Regions from separate parts of the Danio rerio genome. Here region 2 is linked to region 1. Evidence: chromatin contacts called from public Hi-C data. All regions are on one chromosome and are shown on one strand. Each heading gives the region's core, a stretch centred on a gene start, on an enhancer-like site or on the middle of the called end of the contact. The rest is flanking DNA. Distances are from core to core; before and after follow the strand shown.

Region 1 (3,735 bases), core at 531-3,030:
AAATTTCATAACTGAGCAAATGTCATTTAATAACAGTTGTCATAAGCATGCATAAAATCTGGCATTTATGATGTAACATATCATGGTTATAAAGGTTTCATGATTCATTCAAGTAAAGTGGCTCATAAGGGGGAGCTTTCTTAAAGGTGTAGAGCGGGTTTTGGGTGATCTTACATTAAAGAGCCATCAAGTAGTTTTAAACTCATTAGATTACGTGATGAGCAAAAACTCCTGGCTCCTGGTCGTTTATTGGGGATTGAATAGCAGCTATAACATTGCATTAGCGGTGCGCAGCAATTATTAAGAACTTTAAAGTAATGTCAGAATCCATATTAACTTTTGGGGTGACACTTTACTTGAACGGGTGTTCATAAGACTATCATTACACCTTTATAATCATATAATGGGATTTTAGCTTATAACAACTGTCATTAAGTTTCATTTGCTCAGTTGTGACATTGTAAATGCAAATATGACATTATTTGTCATAACAACTTGACATAAATACTTTGCAACCTGTTTGTGTATTTGTCATGACAGCGTGATATTATCAAGACAACAAAACTTGTCAAAAAAAAGCATAACTGAGCAAATGTCATAACAGTTGTCATAAGCATGCATGAAATCTGGCATGCATGATGTGACATATCATGGTTATAAATGTTTCATGACTCATTCAAGTAAAGTGGCTTATAAGGGGGAGCCTTCTTAAAGGTGTAGAGCGGGTTTTGGGTGATCTTACATTAAAGGGCCATCAAGTAGTTTTAAACTCATTAGATTACGTGATGAGCAAAAATTCCTGGCTCCTGGTCATTTATTGGGGATTAAATAGGAGATATAACACTGCATTCGCGGTGCGCAGCAATTGTTAAGAACTTTAAAGTAATGTCAGAATCCATATTAACTTTTGGGGTGACACTTTACTTGAAGGGGTGTTCATAAGACTATCATTACACCTTTATAATCATATAATGGGATTTTAGCTTATAAAAATTGTCATTAAGTTTCATTTGCTCAGTTATAACATTTTAAATGCAAATATGACATTGTTTGTTATAACAACTTGACATAAATACATCACAAACTGTTTGTGTATTTGTCATGACAACTTGACATTATCAAGACAACAAAACTTGTCATTAAATGGCATAACTGAGCAAATGTCATTTAATAACAGTTGTCATAAGCATGCATAAAATCTGGCATTCATGACGTGTCATGTCATGATTATAAAGGTTTCATGACTCATTTAGTAGTGTTCCTATTTTTGGTTATGTGTATGCTTTTTTTAAACTAGAAGTTTCACTGACTTGCATTTTTATAGACTAAAAAACAAGCTTACCTAAATAAATAAATGAATGAATAAATAAATACATAAATAAATAAATAGCTAGAGGGTGACTATATTAGCCACATATTTTTTATTTTTGAACTATATGAAACTTAATTTTTCTTGTTAAAAACATGACACATATAATCTTTTCTCACATATAGTACGTTTGCAATATAGCAAGCATAAACGCATGCTGACTTTGACATCTATATGCCAATGAGCGATATTAAAAGTTTCCTTTTCCTCTTCACAGACAGGGCACATTTTGTCTCCTCTTTTCCCACCCATATGCCATGTAGTCTGAAACAATGTACATTGTTTCCCAATGAGCGATGTGATGTCACATAGCGGTTACAGCGAGTTAGTCCTCCTCTGTGGCTGATGGAGTGCCGAAAGGGGAGGGTACTACTTTGTCACAGACTCCTATGTAGATTAACCTTTCAATTAGTTGTTATCAGGTTCCCTCTGCCTACGCGTGCGTTCATCTTCCGAATCAAACAGGACCCTTCTTGGATTTATCAGGCTACTTTACGCATATATCATCAGCTTCAGAAATAAGCGCGGTTTCTTTTTATTGCTTATACGAGGAGCGTGGAGAGATCGCGCGAGGAACTTAAAGGTAAATGTTCGCTTTGCCAGCGCTGTCGGGGCATTTATCTCGGCGGTGGCTTGTTATCGGTGGCATGTTTTAATCGTTCAAGTTGAACTTGTCGTGAGTGATGTAACTTGACGCGAGCGGGGAAATTAATTCGGGCTATTAAGGTTATTGGGTTACACGAACCGCGCAAGTATCGCAAGCTACTGCTTGACCCGCATAAATGGAATTTTCCAGATGCTATCTGTCCTCAGTTGCTTGCTCTTGAAATATGAGTGCATTTTTGCATGCGTTAGACATAAATAATCAAGAGTTATTTTTTTTGTGCTTCGGGATAACCGCGGTGAAATGCTATGCCATCATCATCCGCTTAGACATTCGCAGGGTTTATAAATGTTGTGTATTTGCGTGCACGCTATATCTTCGTAAGGATGAGCGCGCGCTCGGTACTAGTTCACAGCCCTTTGTAAAGCGCGAACTAATTATTATATTAGATTACAGTGCTCACAGGACGGGGAATGCCACGGATAACTCGAGCGCTTGGACTAATTATTCACCATTACATTATTCTCCAAAAAGTGTGACTAGGTCGATCTGCTCATGTTGCAGTGTAGTGCGATGCTCATAAGGGGGAGCCTTCTTAAAGGTGTATAGCGGGTTTCGGATGATCTTACATTAAAGAGCCATCAAGTAGTTTTAAACTCATTAAATTACGTGATAAGCAAATATTCCTGGCTCCTGGTCGTTTTAGTGGGGATTGAATAGCAGCTCTAATATTGCATTAGCGGTGCGCACTAATAGTGTTTGTCACCTTAAAGAGGTAGTTTTAGCTCAAAAGGAAAATGCTGACATTTACTCGCCCTCTTGTTGTAATAACGCGTATGACTAAACAGGAGGCGACAGGCTGAATGACAGCCTTCACTTTTATGGTGTTTATAATAAGCAGTTGAATTACACCTGAGGCTGTCAGTTTTTCTCACGTTCTGCTTTAATATCTCCCCTTGTGCTGCTTCGCGGATAAAAAGAAAGTCAGGCTGGTTTGGGGGAGAGGGAAAAAAGCGTGCGAGTGAGTAAATGATGACAGAATGTTCAGTTGTGGTGAGCTGTGCCTTTAAGAGGCGGGTCAAGTGATTATTGACAGATTATGAAGCCAACCGATTCCTCGAGAGGCCGAACTGTTTGCTTCTGATTGACACTTTTGTTATCAAACCAGGGATAAGTGTTTGCCCTTTCTAACCAATATTAAAGTTTCTTGGGCGGGATCGTCTTTGTGAAGGTAAGGTTTAATGAGACTCCATTGGGTTGTAATCAGTGTCATGTCGGATTCATGTAAACTACAACATTGTAACAAAATGGCGTCTGTTTAGTAACGCGACCGGGCAAAGCGGAGAAGTCACCTGACCTGTCCACCGTATTAAAGCATCCAGAAAACAAGGTTTGCGAGACCGCGGGTTAATTGACGCGTTGACTTTGTCATCATAAATTATAGATAGTCATCTGTCGGAAGTAGTCATAAAGCATAACCTAATTTAGCCAGCTTTAGCCTAGCGTGCTAGACTTGAGCTCCGGGGCTGTTTAGAAAGCCGATGCTCGAGATAAGAACCGAATGCTTCTGATATTCGCCTGACTTTTAGCTCTCGGTCTGGGCTTTAATCCGTGGACTCGAGCTGAAGTACGAATGTCAGGACGCGTTTGTGATGCTGTGTTTTGTTTTGGCTGTCAACATTTGAGATGATGATGATGATGTTGGACTCTTAATGTGAAATGCCATTGCCAAGTCGTAGTTTGTGACCAAAACTGGAAGAGT
Region 2 (3,735 bases), core at 774-3,273, 290 kb before region 1:
CATATACCATGATAACAATATGTGAATTGGGGCTGCACGATTTTGGTCAAAAACTGATTTTGCAATATTTAGTTTGTCTGCAATATTTATTTCATTATGAATATATGTTCACAAGATCACGTATAACTGCATTTAGAATGACTTCACATTTTTACATTTTATATTGAACAAATACACATTCATTTTATAGTTTTCTGTGGAATCTAACAGTATTGAGGTACACGAAATTGTTTGGTAATATTTAAAATAGCACCGTATATATCTTCATACAATTAATTTTGGTTTATATACCTTGATAACCTCTTGGTTTAGGTTTTTGTAAATCGTACACAGTCACAGGTCTTAAAAACACATCCAAATTAAAATCTTTCACTGTATTTTAGAGTTAAACTTTGCATTGACTGTGATGTTAATAAACTATAATCCCAACTTGACATTGCAGATTCGGCAATGTGACTATAACTGATTCACACACACCGCAATATTGATACTGAAACAATATATTGTGCAGCGCTAATGTGAATCTTCAATCTATCCATTCATTCATCCATCCTTCCAGACTGTATAACACACACAGAATGAGCAATTCCACACAAATGTCAACCTTGCCATGAAAAAAATTTTTCACCAAAATAGCATTTTGTCTTAAGCATCAAGTATTTTACAGTACGTAAAAGAAAACTCAAAATGTCACTGTCAATGTTTTCAAAAAATTATATTTGATTTACCAAAGTCATAAATACAAGTGCCAACTTCACATCTGTCACATTCATAACGAAGAGACGTCACATCCACAAAGCTTTTTTTCCTCATAAATGCACAAAATGTCAAATAAAACAAAATCTCTTATCCTTTTGATAAGCATTATTTATTTTTGGTTGTGCAGTTTAATTGACGGATTTGGTGAAAGTATATTGTATACTGTAACCTTGCTAACCTTTTTGTCACATCCATAACACGTTTATTTTCCTCATTTAAAATCTAAAAAATCTTCACAGATATTGTTCTGCTCACATAACTCTGTGGGTAGTTGTTTTGGAAAATATAAACAGATGTTTCAATATAATGTCAACATATACTTTGTTTTCAATTTATACTGCAAATGTCACATCCATAACGCTGGAATTGCTTATAAAGTAATTAAAAGTGATTAGAAAGGCATGACTAAAACAGAGTTAAGAAAAAGTTAAAGAAAATAGGAGGATGAATATATAATACAGAGAGCTTTCTATTTGTACTATTTCTATTGCTAATATATTTGTTTTTTCTATGTTGGGTTGCAACTGGAAGGGCATCGGCTGTGGAAAACATATGCTGGATAAGTTGGCGGTTCATTCCGCTGTGGCAACCCCAGATACATAAAGGAATTAAGTGGAAAAGAAAATGAATGAATGAATATATTTGTGTATTACAATGGACAACACTGTAAATATATTAATAATAAATTCGATTTTTAAAATATATTTATGAAAATACAGCGTTCCCTGCTTTATCATCTCATAAATATTTGCTTAAAATGAAACACCTACAGTTTGGTCTAAATGCAATTCATAAAACTTGTTTTTATAGACTGAAGTACATTTTAAGTTTGATTTATGTAAAACTTTATCATGACACAAAATAAAAAAAATAAAAAAACAAGTTAATGTGACCCAAACCAGTCATCTTTAAGTAAAAGTAAACTTGTAAACCTAAAAAAATGACACGCATCAAAAGTTATCTACTTTCGCTGTTTGCAAACAAATTTGTAGAATATAATAAAGTTTAAAAGGTTATGGCAGTCAATGTGGTGTGATGGCTAACAAAACTATTAATGCCTAAGACAATATTAAAAACAAAAGTATAAAAGTTGTGTTTCCTGAAAGAAGTAGTGCAGGACAGCCCGTGTTTACCGTTTATGTTTTGAAGTAATCATTTTCAAGCGAACAGACGCAGACAGTCAAAAGCCCGTAAGTACAACACATATCGACACTTACTTTAAACAAAACTTACCTGCAGACAGCTGTCTTGATCAATGTTTTCATGCGATATCCCCCTCTTGCAAATGTGGCAGATGTGTCACTCCTCCTTCCCAGTCGATGCGTCCAAATCTACGCCTGCAGCGAGTTTAATTTAAAGTACTTTAAAAACACAAACAAATGAGCAATGTGGTTTAAGGGTTAGATAAAAGATTTCGTAAAATACTTCTGCAAAGCACGTGTTTAGATTTACTTAATTTATAACAGGAATGTATTTCTCTGTTCTGGCAAAACACAGGGACAGCTATGACACTCTGTAGTGAATTTTCCCTCCACAATTAGATTCCTTTCTAATCGGTTCCTTTGAACAGATCTTTATAGAAAGTGAACAGATTTGCTGGTTCTTCACAGGATCACGTGGCTCGGCATGTTGTTTTTTTAGTTTATTCACTGTATTTCAAATATAAGCGTATTAAAATTAAGGTTTATCGTAATTTCGTGCTTTTTATTGCAGTTTACACACTATATTTAGCATAAACATTTCGAAACATTTCGGCTATTGAATGATTTTATATATATATATATATATATATATATATATATATATATATATATATATATATATATATATATATATATTTAACTGTATGCCATGTTGTATTTGTTTTTTTATTGTGATTCACTGAACACATATTTGCTGACTCTGTGAACAGAGAATTGTTTATTCAAAATAATTTTTATCAGTTCATTTTGAAGCTGATAGTCATCAGAAAAGATAAATATTCGTTCGGTAAATTTGTGAGAAGTGCTCGGACCGTTTTAGCTCCACGAACGAATAGTTATGAACAGTTACACGAATCGACTCACTGAAAAGATTCGACTCAAATGAACAGCATCCACCACCCTCACCGCCAGATGCTTCATTCGCTCAACAAGGTGCCAGGAGCGTATTTGATTGAGCACTATCACTGTACAGCATGGCGTCCGATGAACCTAAAGCAAAGAGGATTAAACTCGAGGAAAAAAAGCTCAGGTACAGTAAACACAAGCATCGGTTGAGCATTGTAGATCAACCGAGTCAGAAGTGTGTTGGTGCTTTTATTAAACACAGGGCGGTTTGCTTGCGAGCGCTTTTGGGTCAGAGGTCTTGATGCTTGTCACATAAAGTCCATGTGCTGTCAACTCAGTGATTTTCCTCAAAAGCGTATTGTTGTTGCACCGGAGAGGAATGTATCGGGTATTTTCTCATTACCTCTGACCAATGCCGATGAATGCAGCTCATGCATTTCCTGCAAGGCGTAAATCGCAGACTCGTGATCGAGGCTTTTTTATCATTAGTGAACAATATAAAAAGTTTTACAGTCACTTTAACGTTACTTCCACATGACCGAGTGCATGTATGCTTCATGCTTTTGATCACCCGTTGTCCTTGAGTGATTTATATTGACCACTGGAGTCCGTCCCTCTGGCTCCACGTGTCTTTTGTTGTGCAGTCGAGCACTGCTGCACAAAAAGTCTTCCTGCTGCACGTTATCACAACATTAATGAAAGTGCATGTGTATATTGCATCAAAACATGCATGTATAAGCAAACAAACATGCATAAACACAAACAAGTGTGCGTTTGGTTTATTCTGGGTGCACAATCGTTGGCAGCAAGTTGTATAGGTCACTTTCCTACTGATATTTCTGTCGCAAACCTACTGACACCAAACTTTTCAGATATGCGGTAGCTTTAGCCGTGCTGTCAGGTAGTTAATGACTAGTAAGAATAAATG

The links. A called contact is a pair of places that touch in the nucleus more often than the background predicts.
Region 2: a Hi-C map of an unstated tissue shows a contact between it and region 1, with 2.5 times the contacts expected there. The contact joins the promoter of ap3m1 here to the promoter of kat6b in region 1. A contact is called at or near these places in 2 of 18 Hi-C or Micro-C datasets (embryo and an unstated tissue) and 1 of 4 datasets of contacts at active chromatin or transcription factors (caudal fin).

What each region holds. Positions count from the first base shown.
Region 1 is chr13:28,124,439-28,128,173 of GRCz12tu, reverse strand. It overlaps kat6b (K(lysine) acetyltransferase 6B), which reads left to right and starts at 1,780. Exons shown (of 17, transcript XM_692291.9): 1 at 1,780-1,952.
Region 2 is chr13:28,416,093-28,419,827 of GRCz12tu, reverse strand. ap3m1 (adaptor related protein complex 3 subunit mu 1) reads right to left here and starts at 2,023. Exons shown (of 9, transcript NM_201292.1): 1 at 1,993-2,023. It overlaps adka (adenosine kinase a), which reads left to right and starts at 2,827. Exons shown (of 11, transcript NM_212791.2): 1 at 2,827-2,991. The coding sequence starts at 2,936.